Regions from separate parts of the Sus scrofa genome. Here region 1 is linked to region 2. The links are chromatin contacts, called in public Hi-C maps. All regions are on one chromosome and are shown on one strand. Each heading gives the region's core, a stretch centred on a gene start, on an enhancer-like site or on the middle of the called end of the contact. The rest is flanking DNA. Distances are from core to core; before and after follow the strand shown.

The links. A called contact is a pair of places that touch in the nucleus more often than the background predicts.
Region 1: a Hi-C map of subcutaneous adipose tissue shows a contact between it and region 2, with 3 times the contacts expected there. The contact joins the promoter of GBX1 here to the promoter of SMARCD3 in region 2. A contact is called at or near these places in 12 of 47 Hi-C or Micro-C datasets (alveolar macrophages, embryonic fibroblasts, fetal liver and 7 more).

What each region holds. Positions count from the first base shown.
Region 1 is chr18:6,056,075-6,062,696 of Sscrofa11.1, reverse strand. It overlaps GBX1 (homeobox protein GBX-1), which reads right to left and starts at 3,809. Exons shown (of 2, transcript XM_003360076.4): 1 at 3,237-3,809. The coding sequence starts at 3,768.
Region 2 is chr18:5,956,309-5,962,908 of Sscrofa11.1, reverse strand. It overlaps SMARCD3 (SWI/SNF-related matrix-associated actin-dependent regulator of chromatin subfamily D member 3), which reads right to left and starts at 4,443. Exons shown (of 14, transcript XM_021079264.1): 1 at 4,343-4,443; 2 at 2,492-2,632. The coding sequence starts at 2,530.

The sequences.
Region 1 (6,622 bases), core at 2,560-5,059, 100 kb before region 2:
TGTTTATTCATACTTTTAAATCTCATTCAAAATTCAAAATTCTTTTTTCTCTCTCCTACTAGGACACCTTCTCCAAGTATCCCTACTGCTCCCACACTCCGAATCTAGCATGGTTTCCAATATCCCGTCCTCAATACCTTTTCTATGTAATTATTTCTGCACATAGTATCTCTTCTGGCCTCATAAGATAGCTTCCACCCCTGCAAGCACATCATGATAAAGTTCTGCTGTCTTCTTCAGCAGTTCTAGTACCAACTGGGTGTTATCTGTCTCCACTCTCAGCAACGTTTTTAGATACGGTCCTAAATCCCAACAAAAAGAACTTCGCTCATCATCGTCCAAAGTGGCAGATTTTCACGGTAATTTCACTAAAAGGGCTAGTAATTACACAACACTAGACACATGTAAATGAAGAATTTCAGACCCATGTCACCCCTGCACACTGGGGCAGCAAGTCTTCCTCTGTCGTGGCAAAGGTACCACTCCTTCTCCCAACTCTGCTCATGTGGAGGTTTCATCCCATTTTTCGCCCCGGGAACTCTCTGACTTCACGCTAAATGCTCTCACGCAATCCTCAAAGTGGAGTAGGCATCTTCCCACCACTTTCAGCGTGGGGCCATGTGTCATCACCCCCCCCCCAAACCGATCTGACGTCTAACGTTTCTGAAATTGCCTTTTCTGTCCTCAACTATTTTAGGGAAACGTCAGGATTGGAAAGGGAGACACGAGGGCGGGGCGAGGCGAGGCGAGCTTGCTCCAAGAATGATAAGGAGGAGCCGTCGCCAGCAAGCCCCCCCATGCATCCTCCTCTTCGAATGCTCCTGAAATCTCTCCTCACAGCTCAGCCCCAGAAGCCCCTCGGTAAACCCTCTATGTGTATCTCTTCCCAAAATGAGCCATCACCTTGACGTCAACACTTCCCCAAACTCTTCCTCCCTAAGGTTCCCTTCCCATCATTCTTCGCAAAGAAATCCCTTGTCTGTACTCCGAGAACAGCAATCAATCTCCTTCGGCTTCCAGCAATTTCTTCAGGTGAGGAAGCTCTTTCCTTCATCCTTCTCTCTATAAAAATTCCAGTTTCCTATCATTCCCAGCATAACATTTTTAAAACCTTTTTAAAAGTTACTCCCGGGAGTTCTCCTGTGGCACAGCGGGTCCAGGGTCGGCCATTGTCACTGCAGCGGCTGGGGTCACTGCAGTGGCGCAGGTTCACTCCCTGGCCCGGTCACCTCCACATGCCCCGGGTGTGGCTTAAAAAAAAAAAAATTTACTCTGTGTGTGGAAACTTTTCCCTGGTTCCTACTAGGGTATTTATTTAGCTCCTTTCAAATCCTCTCAAGACAGAACTCTTCCACACACACACACACACACTCTTCTGGCCCAGAAATACTGTTCCGTTTTCATCAGCCAAGGCTGGAACCCTGCACTCATCATCCCCATCGACGGCCCTCTGCTCTCTCACGTTCCCTCTGGAGAATGTGGGCACGCTGCTCGTTCGCTCGTCCTTTCCTCTCTCCTACCCTCAATATGTCTCTTCTGTTCTTTCCCTCTGCTATTCCTTCCTCTCTCTCTCTCTCTCAATGTCTGGCTTTACAGCCAACATTCTACCTGCTTCAGAAAAGAGCCCCCACTATACAAAGGGGTCAAAATAAGAACTGAGGGGAAGCTGAACGAGGAGGCCGGGTGTCTCCCCATGCCAGGGGGCTACCCCCCAGCCCCGCCCCCTCAGTGCATCCCTTCCTCCGGGGGGTGTCCGGTTCTGTCCTCCGGGCTCCTACTGCCTCCAAAGCCAACCTTCTGATGCCCGCCTTGCCCTCTCTGCCTGGGGACTATCCTGTTCCCCACCCCCACAGACCCTTGCCTCTTCCCATCGCCCTGTCGGCTGCTCCTCCCCCCACATCTTGTGGACATCTCCTCCCACCTTCCAGTCCTCCCTAGGGATGCTCAGACTTCAGTCTGTGGCTCCTCCTGGTCCAACCAGTGGGCAAAAGACAGGAGCCGAATCCCCAAAGCCAAAGGGCCCAGGCTAAAGGGGAAAGAAGAGGAAAGCAGATTCTACAGCAGCCCTTGGGGTCGAGATGTATTAGCCCCTTGGACAATTTCAAGGAAGGGCCCAGAAACCTATCCAGGAGTTGCTCTCTCCTAGCCAAGGACAAAAGGACTCCTGCATCTATCTCCGTGTCTCCCCTCGGGTGGCCCCCAGGCCCCCTGGGGTCACTTCCACCTGCCAAGCTGGGTGTGTGAAGCAGAGTCAGGTTCATTCTGATGCTAAAGAACTTGAAGCTTCAGGAAGCCCACACTCGCACGCAGCAGTCCCCGTTTTCCCTTCACTAGAGCCCACCCACCAAATCCTATAAGCTTTGGATCTCAGCACACCTGAACCTGCTCCTGGATAGCGGAAAGCCTCTCCAGCTTCTAGGGATTAAGGATAGGTAGGGAGGCCTGTTTAGAGGGATTCTAAACAGGTTTCGGTTTGAAGACACTTGCCTCTGTGGGGAGAAGGCCTCCTGGAGGGGCCAGGGTTCCTGAATTAGCTCTTAGCTGGATCTCACTGGTTCCAGAATCTTAGGTGGATTCTGGACTCCAGGCCACACCCAACCCTCTTCAGCCTCTCGCCTTTCCCTCGGTCTCCCAATCAAGCCCAGCCGGTCCCCTGCCAGCTAATCATCTTTTAGGACCCCTAGTTTGTTCCTCAAGCTTCGCTCTACCTGGGCCAATTCAGAAGTGCCCTCTACAACTGAGAGGAAAGCCGGCCATCAACACCTGCCGGCACCACTTTAAGACCCTCCCTTTGCCCCTGAGGTCTCGGAAGCCCTCCCTGAACTGACAGCTGCCTCACTGTATCCCCCCAGGGGTCCTGCCGCCGTCCCCAGGCATCCCACACTCGCCGCCTCTCTATTCCCCGCAGAGGAGAAAAATGAAGGGGTTCCGAGGAGGAGACGGGGGAGCCGCGGCTGCAGGGCCGGCTACTGGGAGGAAAGGCACTAATCTGGCGGGCAGCTCTGGGAGGCGCTTGGTGAGGCGTCGGGCACTCTGGAGACAGAGCAGGGCGGCCCTCCTGGGACCTAGAGGTGCCGCGTTGGGAACGGAAGTGGAGGGGGTTCCGCAGAACCCGCCACCGGGGGGTCTAGGATTCCAGGGCTCCAGGCAGGTGCCGAGGTTCGGAGCCGGCGGCGGGCAGGGGTTTCCAGGTGAACGAGCCTCCCGCCCGGCGCCCCGTCGGCCGCAGCACTTACCCGGCAGACTTGGGAAAGTCTCTGAGAAGTGCGGAGGCGGGGGCGGCGGGGGCTCTGCCACTTTCTCCCGGGCGGGCAGCAGCTCTTCGGCTTCCAGCCCGCCCTCCGGGCGTCGGCCGCCCGGCTCGGGGTTGTTTCGGGCGGCGGTGGCGGCGGCCGCGGCGGCGGCGGCGGCGGCGGCGAGCTCCGGGGGCCCGTAGAAGGCGTCGGGCGGCTCCGCGAAGCTGGGCAGCGCGGTGGTCAGCGCCACCATCGAGGGCACGGCCTGGCCCAGCCCCGCGCAGAAGGTGTTGGTGAGGCGGCCGGCGAAGGAGGCGAGCGGGGCCAGGGGCGGGAGGCCGGCGGGCAGCGGCGCGGGGGCCAGCGCCTGCGGCAGCACGAGCGGCCGGTAGGGCATGAACATGGGGTAGCCGGTGTAGAGCAAGTGGCCGGAGCGCGGCGGCGGGGGCCCGATCAGCGAGTCGATGGAGAAGGCAGTGCCCGGGCCCCCGCCGCTGCCCCCGGGGGCGCCCCCGCCTCCGGCTCTCTGCATCGCGCCCGGAGCTGCGGCCGCCCCGGGGCGCTCCCCTCCGGGCGCCGCCGTGCGCCCCGCGGCTCGGGCGCCCCGCGCGGACACGCAGGGCTCGCTCCCTGGCTCCCGGGCCGAGGTGGCGGCGGGGCGCGGGCTCGGCGCAGTGTGGCTCCGGCGCGGCGCTCCCTCGCTCTCATAAGGAGGGAGGGGGCGGGCGAGCGGGCGGGCTGGGGGTGTCGCCCTCCGGACTCATCCATCTTCCTCAAATTACGCTTCACTTCCTCCCTCCGCCCGCAGCCGCCGCGCCCGGCTCCCGCTCCCTCCGCAGAGCCCGTTCCCAGCGGCCCGGCCGGCCGGCCCGGGACCCCCGCCCGCCCCCGCAGCCCAACCAACTATTATTAATGGAGATTGATGAGGCCGGACACGCCGCTTTGTGAAAGTTTGCGGCGGACGAGAAGGCGGCCGCAGCTGCCGGGCCGGTGCCCCGCCCTCCACCCAGCCCGGCCCCCCCGCCCCCCCAGCCCCGGGCGCCGACTGGGAGCAGGGACTGGGAGGTGGCCCCGGCGGGGACCGAGCGCGCGGCGGGGCTGGACCGCAGAGCCCCCCGCCCCGGGCGCCGCCCTCCTTCGGACTCCGGGCCAGTCCCCCGAGCGCGCCTCCCCGCCGGCCGGCCCGCCCGCCCGCGACGTCCCCTCCTCGGCCCCCGGGCGGACGGCGCGGCGCGGCGGGCGGGACGGGACCTCGGCGCCCCCTCGGGCGGCGAGGCGGGGACGGCAGGGGGCGCGCTCGGCCGCCGGGCGCCGCGGCTCCAGGGCCTCTCAACGCCGGGCCCTTTCCGTCCCCGGTGGAGCCAAGTCCCCCTCTCTCCTCCCGGCTCGGGCTCTTCCTCACTCTCTCCTCCGTCGCGGACCCCCGAGTCCCTCACGCTGGCCTCTGTGGCTAATTTCCTCGAGTGCCCACACTCTGCCAAGGACTTACCATTCCTCTCACTTTCCTCCCTCCCTCTTCCTCCCCCTTCCCTTTCCTGCCCTCGTTTCTGTCCCTGTCCTACTCGATTGTTCCTCTTTCTCACACCCCATCCCGGTCCGCCTCATTCTACACCCCCCCCCCATTTCTCGCCTGTATCTCTGTCTCGTCTGTCTGCTTGTCTGTCTATCTCTGCCTCCCTCCCTCGCGCTCTCTCCCTCTCCTGCGCTATTAATTTCCCTGATTGGCTCCCCGACTCCAGCGCCGCTGATGAGCCCTATTCATTCCGGGCCTGACACTCTCGACCTGCCCTGGCTGATTGCTGGGGGCTGGCCCCAGGAGCGCTGATGAGCCCCAAGGGTCAGCGGCGCTAATTATCCGCTAATTGCGGATGACTCTGCTCACCTCCCCCCTTCTCAGTCGCAGCGATGGCGGCGCCTTTTACCCTCCCCCTCCTCCCGATTCCCAGAAGTAAGAGTTGACAATCTGGAGGCAAAAAGTCACGGGCACTTTTGGTTGATAGCAGGGTCGGGTCCGCGGAGCCTAAGGCTTTTAGGACAGGCGAGTCAGCAGAAGAAGAGTGACGGGAACTTCGGGAGACAGAATAAGCCTGGCCAGCTCAACGAGGGTCATCTGGGCACTGGGAAACAGTTCTTCAAGTGGGGCCAAGGAGAGGCAGGCAAGTTGGGATTAATAATAGCGAAGCCAGGCACGTTTAGGAAGCTGCAGTCTAAACAGGGGAAGTTATTTGGTTCAGAGGAAAACCTACACCAGCATCTCAGAGTCTCAAGACTGTGCAGGACAGGAGGAAGCTCTGGATCTCAGTGACCTTTGTCCAGTTCAGGGGTGTTGTGTTGGTCTATGAACACCACTCACGTTAAGCTGAGGCATTACCCTGTCACCACACACGGTCACCAGAGTGGGACAGAAGAGGGTGGGGTCCAAGGAGCTTTCTTTGGTTATGCTTGGCTGATGATACATGCGTCCAAGAGGTAAGGGGAGAGAAGTGTGGTTTCGGCGCAATCCTGATCCATCTTGGGCTCTACAATCAACTCAGTGAAACTTCTGGGGGACGAGTCTGGTGGGAAGATGTCGGCATGGAAAGAAGAGATGCCTTAAGTCTGGGAGCACCAACTCACTGCCAATGTACAAGGATAACCCTTATCCGTCCTCCTAAAGATATTTTTCGGAACTCTTTGTAAAATTAACCAAGCACTCCCTGGTACCAATATGGAAGACCAGACTTCAACGTGTATTGTAGGGAGTTCCCGTTGTGGTTCATCAGGTTAGGAACCCGACTAGTATCCATGAGGATGTGGGTTCAGTCCCTAGCCTCCCTAAGTGGGTTAAGGATCCGGCATTGCCATGAGCTGTGGTGTAGTTTGCAGATCCGGCTTGGATCCTGCCTGGCTGTGGCTGTGGCAATGGCCGGCAGCTGTACCTCCAATTTGACCCCTGGCCTGGGAACTTCCATGTGCCACAGGTGTTACCCTAAAAGGAAAAAAGGTGTATTGTATTTTGGAGTTCCCACCGTGGCACAGTGGGTTAAGAATCTGGCCGCAGCAGCTAGGGTTGTTACAGAGGTGTGGGTTTGACTACAGTTACGGTGTGGTGGGTAAAAGGAGCCGGTTGTTGCTGCAGCTGTGGTGTAAGTTGCAGCTGCAGCTCGGATTCAATCCCTGGCCTGGGAATTTCCATATGCCTCAGTTGTGGCCAAAAAAGAAAAAAAAAAAAGGTGTACGGTATTGTACTTCAAAAGTGACGGGTCAGTACTTGGTGTGATGGCTTTGCAGTGCTGGGTACATAATAGAGGCTTATTGGCTTGAAACATTAATGAGGAAACTTTGGGCTACCATCACGGCAATTAAAGCTGGATGAGCAGTAACAACACCAATCAAATAAAGGCTTT
Region 2 (6,600 bases), core at 3,194-5,693:
TTCCAGTCAAAGGGCTGCGCGCTCCTGAGGTACTTTCTCAAGTTTCCTGGGAGTAAGTTCAGGTCACAGAGAAACGGGTTTCACGGCCTAGGAAGCTGATGAAACAGGGGGCCAGGCTGAAGTGCGCAGCTGCTCTCCCGCAGGGTCCCTGGTGAGTTTCCGAGGGCCTGCACATCCCGCACTGGCACAGGGGACCACGGGCACAGCCAAAGTCTCCCTCAGTGGAGCGCCCGCCACAAGCAGGCCAGCAATTCAAGAGAGCTGGGAATCCAGCCACGACGGAGGGCTGCTGGCTCGTCCCACACGGCTTCCCCCGTGACACCTCCCCTCCGCCCCGTGACACCTCCAGCTCATTACTTCTGCCACTTAACGCTCACTAACGACAAGCTCTCACTTGCAATCAGACCGCGGGCACGAGGGCCAAAGACAGCCTCCAGCTGTGCCACGCCTGGCCCGTGCCGTCTAGACACCAGCGCGGGCCTGTCAGCATCCAAATGACAGCATGTGCCCCAGCCCCCGAGTGTCAAAGCCGGCTCCCGCCTGCCGCACATGCTGAGAGAAGGCCGATTTTATGTTAATGTGACTCCAACATAAAACGCCAGAAACTTCCCCCAGCACCTCGCTGCCTTCATCACACAGGTGAGGTCAGGACTCCCGGCTCCCCAGGAATCCTGGAAGGAACCCTCGAGTCACCTCATGACTGGGGCCCCTCGGGGGACCGGGGGTCACTCCCAAGCTCCCATCTTCCCAAGCCTCCCCTCCCCCACTGCCCGGCCCTTCCTATAGGCCAGCTCCTTCAGGCAAGGCCTGGCACAGCCCAGGGCACCCACCTTCTGCCCCTGGGGAGACCCTCACGGCTTATCAGTGCCCCTCAAATCAGCCATGATTTATGAGAACTCATCACGTGGGCCCGGTTCTGGTGGACCCTCAAGGCACCCCTGCTGCCTCCCCATCAGCCTCCCCATTTGACCTGGCCTCCACCTTCAGTGCCCCCCGAGGTTTAGAGCTGCCCAGGAAGAAGGGATTTAGTGCCCTGCTGCCACCTTGTCTCTAAGAGTCTGCATTTCAAAACCAAGCCAAGGAACACGTGAGCTTAATCCACACAGGGCGGTGGTCAGGTTGTGGGGTGGTGGGCAGCACCTCTGTCTGGGGGCCCTGACCGACGACGGCACAACTCAAGTGTCTCTGTGGCGACCAGCACCAGTGATGGGGCTCTCTGCCGTCCAGTGCTGTGCCACCTCTGGCCTGGCAGTGCCCCCCGGCAGCCAGCGCCCTGTACCGAAGCGCCCTGGGCACCACCTGCCCGGAGGAGTGCCAGGCAGAGAGGGGGCGGGGCTGCCCTCGCCTTCAGAGCAGCCCTGGCAGGGAGCCAGTTCCCTTCTCCTTCTGCGGAGGGGAGAGAAGCTGGCACACACTCTCAGGCCCCAGGGCACCAGCCTGCCCCTCCTCCTGGTTCTCCGAAAGCCCACTTCGAACTGCCCCTAGGAAGGGCCTTCCTGGTGTTTCCCTGAGGCCTGAATCACGCCAGGGCACTTTCTGCTGGACTGCCAGCCCTGCCAGCAGGGCCTGAGTCCCTCATACCTCCAGGTGACAGCTCCCGATCTGTTGCCAGATGACTCCCCCCAGTGAGGCGACCAGAGTGACGGGGGCGGGGGGCTGGACAGGCCGAGCTCAGCCCAGATGGCATGTCTCGGACCCAGCTCCACCCTCACGCAGATGAATGGGGCTCTGGGCCAGGTGGCCGTTCCACACGGTGCCTCAGCGCTTCCTTCTGCACCAGGGGCCCCGACGGGGGACTAGCCAGGCTGTCTCCTCTCACGCTGCCTGCCGGGAGTTGGCGCGCTCACTACGGGCCTGAGAGCCAGCACCTCTGAGCCGGAGGCCTGCCTGGTGGCAGGGCAAGGCCAGCTCCACCAGAGGCCCTGCCACAGGACGCCACCCCTCCTGCCTGGAACGAACCCCTGTCCGGGTCCCAGAAAGCTTTCGGATGTTCGCCATAGCAGGTTTGGGGGTAGGTTTCCAGAGCCCAAGTTGTGCCAGGATCAGCGGTTTCCTCCCAGCTGTGTGCTGGGGTGTGTGTGTGTGTGTGTGTGTGTGTGTGTGTGTGTGTGCGCTCGCGCACAGGTGAGGGGCGAGAAGGCGTGTGTCTGGGTGTCCGTGGGGAGGACATGGAACAAGCCAGAGGAGGCTCACTTGTCCCTGGCTCCGACTGGCTTCAAGAGGCAGGACCCAGGGACAGTGGAAAGTAAGGGGACCCTGAGCAAGAGGGGGGGCCAGTGTGGAGGTGGCTGCCAGCAGGGCCTGGGCAGAGGTTCCAATTGGGGTAGGGGATGAGAAGAGGCCCTGCCACAGGTCCAGCTCGGGGCAGAAGGGCCAAGAGGGGGCCCAGGGGTAGGACCAGAGGCTGAGAGCCAGTGACTCTCAGTGGAACCCCGAGGCTCCTGCTCCAGGGCTGGCGGGGGTGGGGTGGGGGGAGGGCAGCAGCGCCTACCTGTACCACGGCGGGTGGGTGCTGAAGGCCTGGAGTCATAGGTGGCAGGGTCCTGCAGCGGGGGAGTCATCCAGTGCCCCCTCGGTGCCCGGGCCCAGAGCCTACCGTGCCTGCAGCACCAAGGGCCATTCTGGGGGGGATCTGAAAGGAGAGGGCAGTGGGAGGGACTGGCCAGACCCCGAGCCCCAGAGCCAGACTCACAAGGGCCTGCTGTGTGGACCAGCTCCATGACAAGGTCTGAGGAAGGCAGGAGGCGCGTAGGAAGGGAGCAGGGGGCGGGCTGGGCCAGCCTGGCTGGGTGGCACAAGGAAGGGCAGCGTGACTGCAGGAAGCAGTCAGAGACCAAGGCCTACAGGTCAGGCCTGGAAGGATGCGAGTCAAGGAGCTGGCAGAGCCCAGGCCCTGGCAGAGGCAGCACCTTTGGGGGGTCCTGTCAAGAGTGGAGGAGAGAGCCGGGCACTGGGGTGGGGAGGGCATGACCGGCAGCCAGGATGGGACCTGGATGACTTCTGGAGCTCAAGGATGTCCCAAGGGACAGCTAGGGGTGGGTGGCAGTAGAGCCAACCCGCTCTGTAGTCTGCCCAGCCGACAGTGGGCCCTCCCTGTGTGCCCAGCCTTCGTGGTCACCCCCTGCCAGGGAGGAAGGCGGTGGGCTAGGGTCAGAACCCAACTTGTGGGCAGACAGCAGGTTGGGGGACGAGGAGGGGGCAGTGTGGTAGCTTGGGAGCAGTGTGGGGGCTTGGGAGCAGTTCAGGGGCATGTGCTGGGGGTGTTGGCCAGAGGGTGACTCTGAGAAGGGTGAGGAGGCAGGGAGGCAGTGAGAGGAGGGAGATGCCAAGAGGGGAGGATGTTACCAGCCTGGGGCAGGGGAGGAGGTACCTGGCAGGAAGAGGGACAATCTGAATGGGGGAGAGGTGTTGGGCAAGAGGAGGCCAAGAGGAAGGGGCACAAGGGAGGGAAGGAGGGGCCAGGCAGGGGGGAGGGAGAGGGCCAGGCAGGGGGGAGAGGGGAGAGACAGGCGGGGGGAGGGGGAGGAGGAGGGCAGGGGAGGGGGTTGGGCCAGGCAGGGGTGGGGTGGGGGTGCCAAGCATGGGGGAGGGGGGGAGATGCCAGGTAGGGAGGGGGTGGGGAGGAAAGCTCCAGTCAGGAGCAGGGCAGGAAAGTGCTGGGCAGGGAGGAGGGGACAGGCCACTGGGGACAAGTAGGTACAAGGCAGTTGGGGAGGAGGGAAGGTGCCAGACACGAGGGAGGAGAGGAAGGTACCAGGCAGGAGAGTGCCAGGCAAAGGGAAAACGGGGGAATGCAGGGGAGGGGGAGAGGGGAGGGACCAGGTAAGGGGAGGAGGGAAAGAAGCCGGGTGAGGCGTGGAGGGGGAAGAATCAGAGAGGAGGCTGGATGGGAGTTTGCCAGTCAGGGAAGAGGTGCAAGAAAGGGAGTGGGGGGAGGTGCCAGGCGGGGCGGTGGGGCGAGGGGAGTCAGGAGTGGGGGGAGAGATCAGGAAAGGAGAGGGGGGGAGCCAGGCAGGGAGAAGGGGGTGCCAGGTAAGAGGAAGGTGCCAGGAAGGGGTAAGAAGGGAGGTGCCAGGCAGAGGGAGAACAGGGAAATGCCAGGCAAGGGGAGGGGGGAAGGAAACGCCAGACGGGGGGGGGGGGCGGTGAGGGATGCCAGGCAGGCGGGAGGCGAGGAGGTACCAGGCGGGGGGGAGGAGGGATGCCAGGCAAAGGAAGGAGGGGTGATGCCAGTAGAGGCAAGACGGGTACTGCCAAGCAGGGAAGGCCGGGGCGCCGGCGCAGCGCGGCCGGGCGGCGTCTCCTCCAAGGGCCTGGGGGCCGCGCGGCGCGGGTCGCTCACCTGCTCCCCCGGGACCCCGGCCCGGAGCGCGGTCGCTCGCTCCCTGCTCGGCGCTCGGCTCGGCCCGGCGCCTGCGCCGCTGCTGCCGGGAGCGGGGGAGGCGCAGGGAGCGTCTGCAAAGAGCGAGGAGCTTAATAATGAGTTAGGGATCAGAGCAGTCAGCGTCGCCCCATCCATCCGAATGTGCGATCGCCACGCTTGGAGCACCGCGGCGCGCACTGGCCGGGCCCATTGTGATGTTCATTTAGTCAGTGCACAGATGTGCCTTCGTCTGTAGATGCGCCTCTGCGCCCGCGGATTCACATAGACCTTCAGAGGGTCCGATGTGACCGCAGACATTAGGCGCATGGGACCACAGACAGACAGACACACACACTCTCAGTGGGGAGAGGGCCTCGGTTCCACTCCAGGTTCAAGGACAGGCTCCGACGGATGCCCCCGCCCCGCCCCGTCATGCATGTGCACGCTCCTGGTCTAATCTGTGTCCCTCCGGGCTGTACTACCGATTCCGCGGGGACGCTGGCCCCGGAGAATCCCTTCCTGGACTTGCAGCCAGAGGAGCCGCTCTGGTCACTCCGCAGGCTGTCTCTGTGAATCTGACTATTCTTGAGTACTTCATACAAATGAAATCATTCTGTATTTGCCCTTTGGCGACTGGCTGATTTCACTGAGCATAACGGCCTTGAGCTTCATCCATGCTGTAACGTGTCAGAAATTCCATCCTTTTGAGGAGAAGATTCCTGTTGTCTGCATATATGCAATGCACAGATGAATATATGCCATTTTTTTTTAAGTCTTTCTGGGCAGCACCTGTGGCATATGGAGGTTCCTAGGCTAGGGGTGGAATTGGAGCTGCAGCTGCAGGCCTACACCACAGCCACAGCAATTTGTAATCTGAGCTGAGTCTGCCACCTACACCACAGCTCACAGCAATGCTGGATCCTTAGCCCACAGAGCGAGGCCAGGGATTGAACCTGCATCCTCATGGATACTAGTGGGGTTCATTACCACTGAGCCACGCGGGGAACTCTTACACACCACATTTTGTTGACCCATTTGAAACTGACAGTATTAATGGCCTGAACCTAGCCAGAACACAGATTGGGGCTTGAACCCATGTTTTAAACGAGCACTCACCTGAGGTCTGGACTCACTGAGGTTCAGGTTCTTTATGCTTCCGTGCAGAAGGAATTCAGCGAGAGACACAGTGATAGCCAAGAAATAGATTTATTAGGATAGGACGCTTGTGAGGGATGCCAGCAGGCAGGCAAGGAAGCTCTGCCCCACGAATCAGGTGGGCTACAGCTTTATCATCCAGGGGGAGTGGGGGTCGGAAAAGCCCGCCTCTTCCTTTCTGGGAGTAGCAGCTCCTCCTGGGTATCCGGAAAGGTGTGTATTCAAATCCGCAGAAGGGCGGTCCTCAGATTCCTGCCCTTGGTCTGAATCTGAACGCAGCCCTCACCCCATCCCCCACCCAACGACCTGAGGCAATTCTCGCACCTCCACCTGTCGAGCAAGCCTGCCCGGTGCTGACGGCTTTCTAGAACTGACAGTGGTCTCCCGGCAGCCCCCAGGTTTCCCTCTTAATCTGTGATCCCCTACTGGGGCTTCCACAAGCACCTGTGCCTACGGGGTCCTATCACATTCATCTCCCTCCCGTGTTTTGCATTTCTTCTTCGAGCCCCTAGCGCTCTCTTCCTGGCACTGAACTAGGCTCTGGGGTGGTGGTGGGGGATGTGAGCTGTCCATGGGCCAGACGGGGGATCCATATGAGTAGATGGCTCAGGTAGACAGGACAAGTTCAGCCCCAGGGGCGAGGCCTGACGCTGGAGGAGACAGAATGTAGACGGAAGTTGCCAGGGACTGGGGTTTGGGAAGGAATGAGGAGTTAGTGTTTCACGAGGACACAATGTATTTTGCTGGATGAAAAGAACTCTGTGGATGGATGGTGTGATGTTTGCACCACAACGTAAATGTACTTAATGCCACAGAACCGTCCACCTAAAAATGGTTGAGATGGAGTTCCCCTTGTGGCTCGGAGGTAACAAACCCGACTAGTATCCATGAGGACACGAGTTCGATCCCTGGCCTCGCTCAGTGGGTTAAGGATCCAGCATTGCTGTGAGCTGTGGGGTAGGTGGCAGGCTCAGCTGGGATCCCACATTGCTGTGGCTATAGCGTAGGCTGGCAGCTGCAGCTCGGCTTCGACCCCTAGCCTGGGAACTTCTATATGCCGACGGTGCAGCCCTAAAAAGACC